Linked DNA regions of Mus musculus: region 1 is linked to region 2. Evidence: chromatin contacts called from public Hi-C data. All regions are on one chromosome and are shown on one strand. The core of a region is the stretch at or near the end of the contact, and the rest is flanking DNA. Distances in the headings are between cores, read along the strand shown.

What was found. Hi-C and Micro-C count contacts between places; a contact is called where the count stands out from the background.
Region 1: a Hi-C map of liver shows a contact between it and region 2, with 2.7 times the contacts expected there. The contact joins two enhancer-like sites. A contact is called at or near these places in 6 of 484 Hi-C or Micro-C datasets (B cells and liver), 5 of 115 datasets of contacts at active chromatin or transcription factors (embryonic stem cells, hepatocytes, kidney and 2 more) and 1 of 9 other capture datasets (embryonic stem cells).

The regions. Positions count from the first base shown.
Region 1 is chr13:34,460,183-34,464,964 of GRCm38.p6, forward strand. The region is part of intron 2 of Gm40908 (a long non-coding RNA gene); the gene reads right to left. Among named protein-coding and RNA genes, the nearest start is that of Gm40908, 20 kb to the right of the region's middle. Within about 2 kb of position 2,124, at least 58 of the 459 cell types and tissues checked have an H3K27ac peak or open chromatin away from gene starts, as enhancers often do. A contact at or near this core is called in hepatocytes and liver, where this site is marked.
Region 2 is chr13:34,269,280-34,274,278 of GRCm38.p6, forward strand. The region is part of intron 3 of Slc22a23 (solute carrier family 22, member 23); the gene reads right to left. Among named protein-coding and RNA genes, the nearest start is that of Slc22a23, 73 kb to the right of the region's middle. Within about 2 kb of position 2,157, at least 34 of the 459 cell types and tissues checked have an H3K27ac peak or open chromatin away from gene starts, as enhancers often do. A contact at or near this core is called in hepatocytes and liver, where this site is marked.

The sequences.
Region 1 (4,782 bases), core at 874-3,373, 190 kb after region 2:
TACATCTGATAGAAGGCCAATATCGAATATATACAAAGAACTCAAGAAGTTAGACTCCAGAGAACCAAATAACCCTATTAAAAATGAGGTACAGAGCTAAACAAAGGATTCTCAACTGAGGAATACCAAATGGCTGAAAAGCACCTAAAGAAATGTTCACCATCCTTAGTCATAGGAAATGCAAATCAAAACAACCCTGAGATTCCACCTCACACCAGTCAGAATGGCTAATACCAAAAACGCAGGTGACAGCAGATGCTGGTGAGGATGTGGAGAAAGGTTGGTGGGATTGCAAGCTGTTACAACCACTCTGGAAATCAGTTCGGCAGTTCCTCAGAAAATTGGACATAGTATTACCTGAGGACACAAGTATACCACTCCAGGGCATATACCCAAAAGGTGCTCCAACATATAACAAGGACACACACTCCACTATGTTCATAGCAACCTTATTTATAGTAGCCAGAAGCTGGAAAGAACCCAGATGTCCTTCAACAGAGGAATGAATACATAAAATGTGGTACATTTACACAATGGTATACGACTCAGCTATTAAAAACAATGAATTCATAAAATTCTTAGGCAAATGGATGGAACTAGAAAATATCATCCTGAGTGAGGTAAAAGTCACAAAAGAACACATATGGTATGTACTCATTGTTAAGAGGATGTTAGCCGAAAATAGTCTTCTAAAAGGTGCTTCTTCCTGACCTCCTAACCTCCTGTGGTTGTTGCTCAGAACTAAAACAATTAATTCCCTGAGGCTGCCAAGAAGTGGCTGCTGCCTCTGGATCAGGAGACCAGAGCCACTTCTGTGACAGTATGTAGGAAATAAGTGCCATGGTTGCTTAACAAAGGTCACCTGTCCTCAGGGAGCTTATCTCCACAGTGGGAGAGCACATTCCTGAAAGTCCAGTGATATCTGGGCTGCTGGCTACCTGAGGGGAGTGAATCAGTCTGTGGCCAGCCGGCAGGATTCTGGAGCCATTCTGAAGAGCTCTCTGATTCTGTAAGATAAACAGAATCAGAGTCCTGGGAGTCACAATGGGAGTGGCACAGGAGGGTTGTGATCAGTGCATAGGCGCAGAGAGCAGAACAGACAGCCGTGTCCATTCATGCTATCTGACCACACCCCAGTTTCCTCATCTACGAGGCTGAAAGGGTTTGAGTCCCTTTACCACTATGCTGCCATGAGAATCAAGCGGGAAGTATACCTAAAGAGCTTACAACAGTGCCTAGAACACAGCAATGTGCTGAATGTGAGGGTTCCCGCAGTCCAGCACAGGGTGTTAATTCCTCATGATCTGTGAAGTCAAGTATTATATGTACAACTGCATTTTACAGGGGACCAAAAAAAAAAAAAAACCAGAAAGAAAGAAAGAAAGAAAGAAAGAAAGAAAGAAAGAAAGAAAGAAAGAAAGAAAGAAAGAAAGAAAGAAAGAAAATGGATTTGGAAGGAACTCCCACGGTCACACAATAATGGGTGGAAGGCAATCAATTTAAATCTGATGGGCTCTGGAAGTAAGATCTGTCATGGAGGTAACACCAAGCAACAGCATTCTTAGGAAGATGGACTGACCTGTGTGATTGACATCTATGTGCCTCTGCTGACGACTCCCATCCCCAAGGGTGAGAATGTGTCTGTTTAGCTCATCAGTGCCCCCCACCCCCGCAATATCCAGTACAATACACACCAGGTATGCAAAGAGCAAGTAAGTGAGCTACCAAAGGGATGCTCATTTGACCTAAGTTCTGTCAGTCACACAGGGCATATGAGTGCCTTGATTACCAGGAAGAATGAGGGAAACTGATAGCTGAAGCTAGGCTAACCTGGAATCTGACCGTTAGGCTTTTGATCCCCCCACCCATCTTGAGCTGAATTCTTGAGGAATAGGAGCCAATTTAACGCAGGGGATTCTGAGAGAAAGAGGAGCACTAGGCCCTGTTAGATTGTTCTGTTATTTTCTCTTGAGCTGAGGCAGGAGAATGTGAATTTTGAGAAGCCTAAACTACTCCCTTCTTGTACCTGAATCTTGTTGCTATCACTCTAATGGGTCACCCTGTCACACACGAGGTCGTGGAGCTATAACAACTCCCACTGGGCACTGCCTTCTAGATTGTCCTTGTCCTTTGCTCCTCTGGTCTGTGCCAGAACAGTCTGGTCAGTGTCATGTTGTTTCAGACAGTGTCTTGTAGCCTAAGATGCAGTATTTGCTGAGTCAGCCAGTTCTCTCTGCACCGTGCTATGCAACAAACACAGTCCTAGCATGCCATTCTTGGCTCTGTATGTTTCATCGCATGGCAACTGTCATGGACGCCACTACCCTGCACACAGATGTCTGCTGAAATGGCCTCCCTGCTGTCAACCTGCTATTCCAACTTGAGGAATTCTGGCAGCTTTCACTCCTCTGCCCTTACTTCCCACAAACCACTGCAGTGGACAGGGCACAGCGAGACTTTTCCATTTCCAGATGAGGAAAACACAGAAAGATGCAGGCATGCTTGTCTGCCATGAAATTCTGGCATTTTTCTATCTGTCCTGGCTGAGGACCAACAGTGTCAGAGACACTGTGTCCTGCCCAAGCCACAGGTGGCTCAGGTTGCTCTGCAGCTCTACTCACAGTCCCCAAGGGGTCATTGCCCTTTGATCTCTATCACATGGCTTACCTTGACCCATCTCAAGTCTGCAGCATTGGTGTTTGTCCAATACTCTGTGTTGACCATTCCCTGGGGACTTTGGCCTGCCCTGGCTAGCCCTCCATCCACAAATGCTAGTAATCAGGAAGTCAGCACAGTGTAGAGTGGGAGGTACCCGACCCTCCAAGCTCAGTTTTTGTTCTAGTTGCCAGACTATGTCAGTATGTTTCCCCAGCCATTAGTGTGCATGAGAATCCCCTGCAGGACTTGCTGGAGTTTCTGACCTGCTAGGTCTGAATTTGGACAGTTTCCAAGTGGTGACTCTATTGCAGCTGCTCTGTTTTAAATAACTGCATAAGCAGCCAGCCTGGCAGGGAGGCCCCCACTGTCTGTGACCAAGAGTTGAAGCTGGTCACCCCAGAATTCAGAACACAAAGATCCGTTCTGGGCCACAGAAAGTCTACCAGCTGCCTGAAAAAGACTGCCACTCACAGAGTAATGCCTTCTGGAAGAATTTGCTTGTTCTCAAGGTAGAGCCCTCCTCCCTGTGTCTAGATAAAGCAGAGATAGCAGGAGCTTTGGAAGCAGTCCTTGTCACAACCCTGCATTCATGATGTGATGTTTTTGTAACCTCCTTGACCACAGAACAGACCACTCATGAGGTTGCTGGGAGCTTCAGTCACATGCATCCAACCTCCCTAATAGCCTGGGTGGAGAACAATTGCAGAAGGTTTAAGGAGCATCAGCAACAAGGCCTTGGGTGTCTTTCTTTCGATCCCTGCCCTCTGGCCATGAAAGCAAAGAGGATTTTCTGGCAGACAGGAGAGAGAGAGAGAGGGAGAGAGAGAGAGAGAGAGAGAGAGAGAGAGAGAGAGAGAGAGAGAGAGAGAGAGCAAATTACAAAGACACGAGTTTTCTCTATGTTTCTCTCTGCTCTAAAAGGTTCCATCAAAACCCTTGACAGCTACTTGGGAGCAGGACACAGGACACAGGGCAGCCATACTCCCCAGCTTGCTGGGAGATGATTGGGAACATGAGACAGATGGGGTTTTAGATAACTGTTCCAACTGCAGACATTTCATTATTTCTTTGTGTTGGGAGCACTCAAAATCCTGTGAGACAGTCCAGCAGGTAAAGGTGTCTGCCTGGAGCCCGAGGACTTGAGGTGGATCACCAGGACCCACAGGGAGGAAGGAGAGAACTGACTCCTACACTTTACCCTCTGACCTCCACACATACACTAGAGCTTCCCATCTCTATCACATTCACAAAATGCACAGTAAAAAATGTCAGTGGACAAGTGATTAAAGTCATCTCTATCTCTCCTTGTCTCTCCATCTTTCCCCCTCTGTCTGTCTCTGTCTGTCTCTCTGTCTCTCTGTCTCTGTCTGTCTCTCTGTCTCTTTGTCCCTGTCTCTGTCTCTGTCTCTCTCTCTCTTTCTCTCTCTCTCTCTCTCTCTCTCCACCCTTGGTTGGAACTCTGATCATCAGTCTTAGCCATGAACCTCCCTTACACATTCAGTCACATCTCTGGCTGCCGGTTGTTTTGAAATACTCAAGTTAATTATTGTCAACCACTGTTGCAACTGAGTTCTAGTGGGCTGGACCTTACCCTCCACTCAGGTGATCTCCTTGTGTCTATGCTCTTTCCTTCCTTCCAATACCCTTACCAAGTCTTACGCACCGCTGTCCCATTCTATTTTCTTGATGTTCATCTGTCAGATTCCACATGTAGCTGGGAACATTCTTGTCTTTATGTGCCTGACTTATTTCACAGAATCATTTCGTTTTTAACAAATGGACACCAGGGCTGGGTTTTGGAAGGCCCTTCTCTGAGGACAGTTTGTCCACTACATCAGTGGGCATGTTGCCTCTGAGAAAGCACTACTGACCAGGAACCCATGCCCAAGGCAGCAGTCCTATTCAATACATACAAATCCCCCAACTATGTTAGATGTCTTGCCCCAAGAGATGTCATTGTGTCACTTTTGAAGACCAAATGATGTTTAATACATGGCAACTGGAGCTCTAGGGCAGCTCCAAAAGTCAGAAGGGGGTCTCAAGCCCTTGATAGCATGGAAGGAGATCTTTGCTTTGAAAAATGAGAGCTGGCCCCATAGAGTAGTCTCAACTTTTCATTAGCAC
Region 2 (4,999 bases), core at 907-3,406:
GAAATCAAGAAGAAAAACTTTAAGCTCCAGAGACAAACCAATCAGTTGATAGCTGGTTTATCCATTTTTGGTAGTCCTCGCTTCAAAACAAAACACCCCCTGTCAAAATATTGCTCATAAAACTGCCGTTGAGTGTGATGAAGTCTCCTGATTATATCTGAGCTCATTCTGTGTTTTGAAATGGAATATCATCTACTGACCCTCAGGAAGCTAATTGCTTTTTAATATATTCTGCAGCACAGCTAGGCCTCCAGCTAGGCCATTCACTTACTAGGCTGGCAGTGTACTATAGTGAGCTTATTGCCAGAATCAATACAGGCCAGTAGGCTAGTGCCCAGGCAATCACTGTGGGCAGAGATTTCAGTTCTGGGGAGAAATGGCACAATCTATTTTCAGCAGATGTAATTTACTGCTTTGTTCTCTCTCTCTCTCTCTCTCTCTCTCTCTCTCTCTTTCTCTCTCTCGGGAGAGAATGTAGAACCTACAATGTGTAAATCCATATTGAATACACAAGAGTGGTACTAAATATGACTGTATAAGCAATTCTACAACTGGCTTTCTTCCAGCTAATTATCTTGCTTTCTATACATATACTAGGTTACTATTGGCAAAGACCAATTTCTGGTTTAATGGGGGTAGAGAGAAGGGATATAGATACAAACACCATTTGACTGTCTCTATTCTTATTAAAATCCTCCCCATAGAGGAAATCACATGTCTGTTGTATTTACTTGAATTTATATTTTAAGTATATGGCACACTAGGAATTTTAATAGCAGAAATAAATTCATTTAGTGTTCTGTGTACTTCAGCTCCATTTGCAGCAGGGATTGGGAAACATCCTCTGTATTTCGTCTCTGAATATGTTATCAGCATACACATGTCCTTGAGAATACACATTTCTTTGGGGTATTAAGTTGCTGCAGATTTTATTAAACAAGTGTTATCAGTGAGTTCACACCAGTAAATACTAACGCTAGCTTCAGAATATCCATTTATTGCACCATCATTTGAGAGGAGTACCTGCTAATAGAGAATCAGGGCAAAGACTGGAGACCCTGGCTTCTCATCCTTCCCCTACACTGCACTGAGTGGAGCGACTCATCTGTCTATCATGGGGCCTTGGTCAGTCAGGCCCAGGCTCAATGAAGAACAAGGTGATGATTTCAGGATGATCTCTTCCAGCCTTCTTTTCTGCCTATAGCTACAGCCATCACCAGCACCTTCCTTGCTTACCTTACACTTCCTCTCCTGCCTGCTCATTGTCCTGGAGAGGGAATATGAGGAAAGATAGGTAAAGAAGGGATGGAGGAGTTAGCCCAAAGAGGAGCTGGTAGAATTTGGCTGTAGATACTGAATGGAGGAAGAAAGACATTGTAGATGGAGGAGAGGCGCAGGTAAAACCATGGGGGTTGACAAGGGGATGATATAGGATTGGGTCAGCTTCCTCTGGGCTCTGACCACCTGTCCTGGGTGTTTTTTCCTTGCTGTGTCTGAGGAAGTGATCAGGGGTCACAGACTCTTTCTCATCCCGTCTAGTATGGGTGAGCAACAGAAATGAGAACTCTAATGGTATCTATTGTGGCGTTAATATTGTCACCTCCGATGTGGCTACATGGTACCCAGAGAGTAAAACTAAGGTCCTAGGATGAGGAAAAGCTGTAGAAAGACACACAGTGGAGAACAGTGCTGGAAAAACAGAGACTGTTGAGAACTAAGTAAAATTCAGTGAAGCCAGCACATCCACCCAGACAAGGACATAATAACACCCCTAAATGGAGAGACTGCCTCTTCCAGATAACAGACACTCCTGGACAGATGTGTCCCCACCACTGCCTATCAGCCACAACGGCAACAAGACACTGTGGCTCCTCCTGAGGATGTCGGTGTTACATGGTCTCTGTGAGTGGCTTCTCCATGGAACAGGACATGCACCAGGAGTCCCAGGTGTCTGACAGGCTGAGTAGCATCATTGTGGAATCCGTTTCCCTGGAAACCAGCAGCAATAGCACATACCTAAGACACTTGTGAGTAATCCATCTGTGCCTTTACCTCCTCCTTTAGCATTTACTGGGGCTGACCAACAGTCCTGGAGACTTTGTGCTTGATGCTCAGCTAACCTCCAACCCTTTGTGCTTACTGAGTGGATACCCGTCAGGTGACACTGAGTTCTGAAGTCAACATGGCCAAAAGTCCATCAAGCCTCAGCCTCCTGTCAGTGATCACTCTTAGAAGACCTGAGATGTATCTCAAAAACTTTTCTTCTGGGGGTAATCCATTGCTGCCACCACGATAATTTCCCAAACAATAGGGTCCCTTCCCTGATTCACACCCTGGATGCCATAGCTGTGTTATCCTCCCCCACTATCTGCAGGCCATTACACTGCTACTCAGAAGGTCTGCACCCTCACTCCAGTTAAGATAACATCTGTCCAGCCACAGGGACATCTCAACCTCTTCACATGTTAGAGGTGAGCAGAAGCAGGAAATGGACCGAGGTCTCGGCTCTCAGCCATAGCTCAGGCAGAACCTGCCTTACAGGACAGCTTGGCTCAGCTGGCCTCTCTGCCAGTCTGCCTGCCCACCAGCCTTGTTTTCAGCCCTGTGCAAACCCAATGCCTTTAATTAGCTCTCTAGGGACCCACTCCTATCCCTGGCTTGCCTCTGAGAGAAATGCTATTCTCTGATGTTGAGTCTAGTACAAAGCAGCAATTCTAAAATGTACTTCTTCTACATTGAAGACATTAACCCTGCTCCCCCAAATGCTGTTTTTGCTTGACAAAGCTAGTTTAGACCGTCCTAGGTTGAGGAAAAGCACCACCTTTTTAACCGAAATCTGTAAGTTGAAAGAACATCAAATGTCCCCCAGAAAGCTTAGTGTGTGTCTCGTTGTCAAGAATCAAGCTCCTAGCTTAGGCAGTAGATCACCATAGAACTAAAGAATACCATATATTATGTTCCAAGGGTGTGCAGGTGTTGGTGGTGGGTGAGGAGGGACAGGAGAAGTGTAGAGGGAGGGTACTGGTTAAAAGAAAAAGGTCAATACATGTGTGGGCATGGGAGTCCTGCCATCTTTCCATGCACATCCCCCATACTGAAACTCTCTTACTAATTCTACCCTCACTTGGATCAGCTTGAGCACTCGCTGAAAGCCTAACCCTGGGCAGTATGTACTTAAGTGGAAACTTGTGCAATTCAAACTGGAGTCCTGCCGCGGGGGTGGGCTCGGGTTACTGATGAGGACACCACCGGCCTCCCCGTTCTTAGTGGATACTTCAAAAGTTCCCGCAGCTTCACTTGTGAAGCATAATAAATAAATTAAAAAAATGTTCAGACACGTCCCCAGGATCTAGGACCTTATAACAGGATGGATATAAATGCCTGAGGAGGGGGAGGGGTAGAGAGAGAGAAGAGGGTGGCAGAGAAGAGAGAGGGGGGAGGGAGGGATGGAGGGAGGAGAGGGGGAACAAGGGAAGGGGAAAGGTTGGAATGAAAGCAGAGAGTCAGGGAGAGAAGGAATACTGAGCTGTAAGCCAACACAGTGATTCTGACTCTACAGTGTGGGCAGTTTGCCAAACTCAAGTTCAACACATTTTGGAAATATATAGATAGAAAGTTAAAACTGAAAGGAATCTGTGTGGACAAATAGGGATGACATTCTGAAATACAGCATCCCATGAAGCTATCCTGTAATAGCTGCCAGAGTTGGAATGGTAACAAATATAAGAATGTTCTATAGAGATCTGTTTCATATCATAAGAGGAAAGAATGGCTACGAGGGCCCCCCAGGGCTAAGGGGACAGGGGAGAACGCATTAGACCCTGTGTTAACTCCCTTGTACTAAAAATAAAGCAGCAACAACATGAGAATGAATATTGCAAGGGATAACTAATTCACATATAAACATTAACATTTATATTCACTTGAGTGCCCTAACGATCTCATTACCAACGAACCAAAGATGTTTTTTGACAATGTTACAAAATCAGTCTTTTTGACGGAATTAGCATACAGAAGAGGCAAAGAAACAAACTCTATTTTTGGAATTTATGCACTTTCTGTGACACTAAAATACACCCAAGTTAACACTAACATCTTCCACGCTAATCCTAACTCAAGTCAAAAGGAGAACTTTGCGGGCCTTGTGTATCAGTCAGGTCTTACCACATTACAGTAACAAACAACTCTTTTACAGATCCTAGGTTTAAAACAGAAAAAGTTCTGTTTAGTGCTACATGCCCACTGAAAGACAAGGGGGCTCTGCTCTTCATTACCACTTGGTATGGAGGCCACAGAATAACCCTCATCTTGAATGTTACTGGCTGGTATACAAGAGGTCTAGGGGTCTTTCACACGTAATTCCAGGCCAGAAGGGGCAGGTCACTTCCATTTCCAGCCGTACCTGTCATATGGGTTTGTCTAACCTTCAGGGAAATACTGACAAGTGGCACTAAAACTTTTCATACTTTGTCACCTAGAATTTTAAAATTGCTCTGAACAAGCACCATACTTGACAGCATTGATGGCCATTCCTGCAAGGTCTATGTCCTTGAGGAAATAGCTGCAAATTCTAGTCCACTGCCTATGCCCTTCATCTAATCCTATACCTAACACAGGGTCCAACTGAAGTCCCATGCCATGACCAACTCTGCCAGGCCCTGAGGCACAGCATCCACTCAGTCTCCACAGCATCACTACAGGAGGCGAGAAGACGCTGGCTTACTAAGCTCTATCTGTCCATCGTCCACTGTGCTTGTATTATAGTAGCTGTCTGACAGTCTTCAATTTTATTCTCCAATCACTTTAACACTGTTCACTAGAACAACTTTGGCCTATTTTTGACATAGACTGGACTTGAGCATACAAGACAGCAGCAGGATGGAGCCACATTGCCTCAGTCTGGGGTTTCAGAACCATTTCTCTAAAAATGAAATAAAAATAACAAAACCCAACAACTAAAATATCAGCCCCAGCACTACGATAGACAGTATCGGAGTGA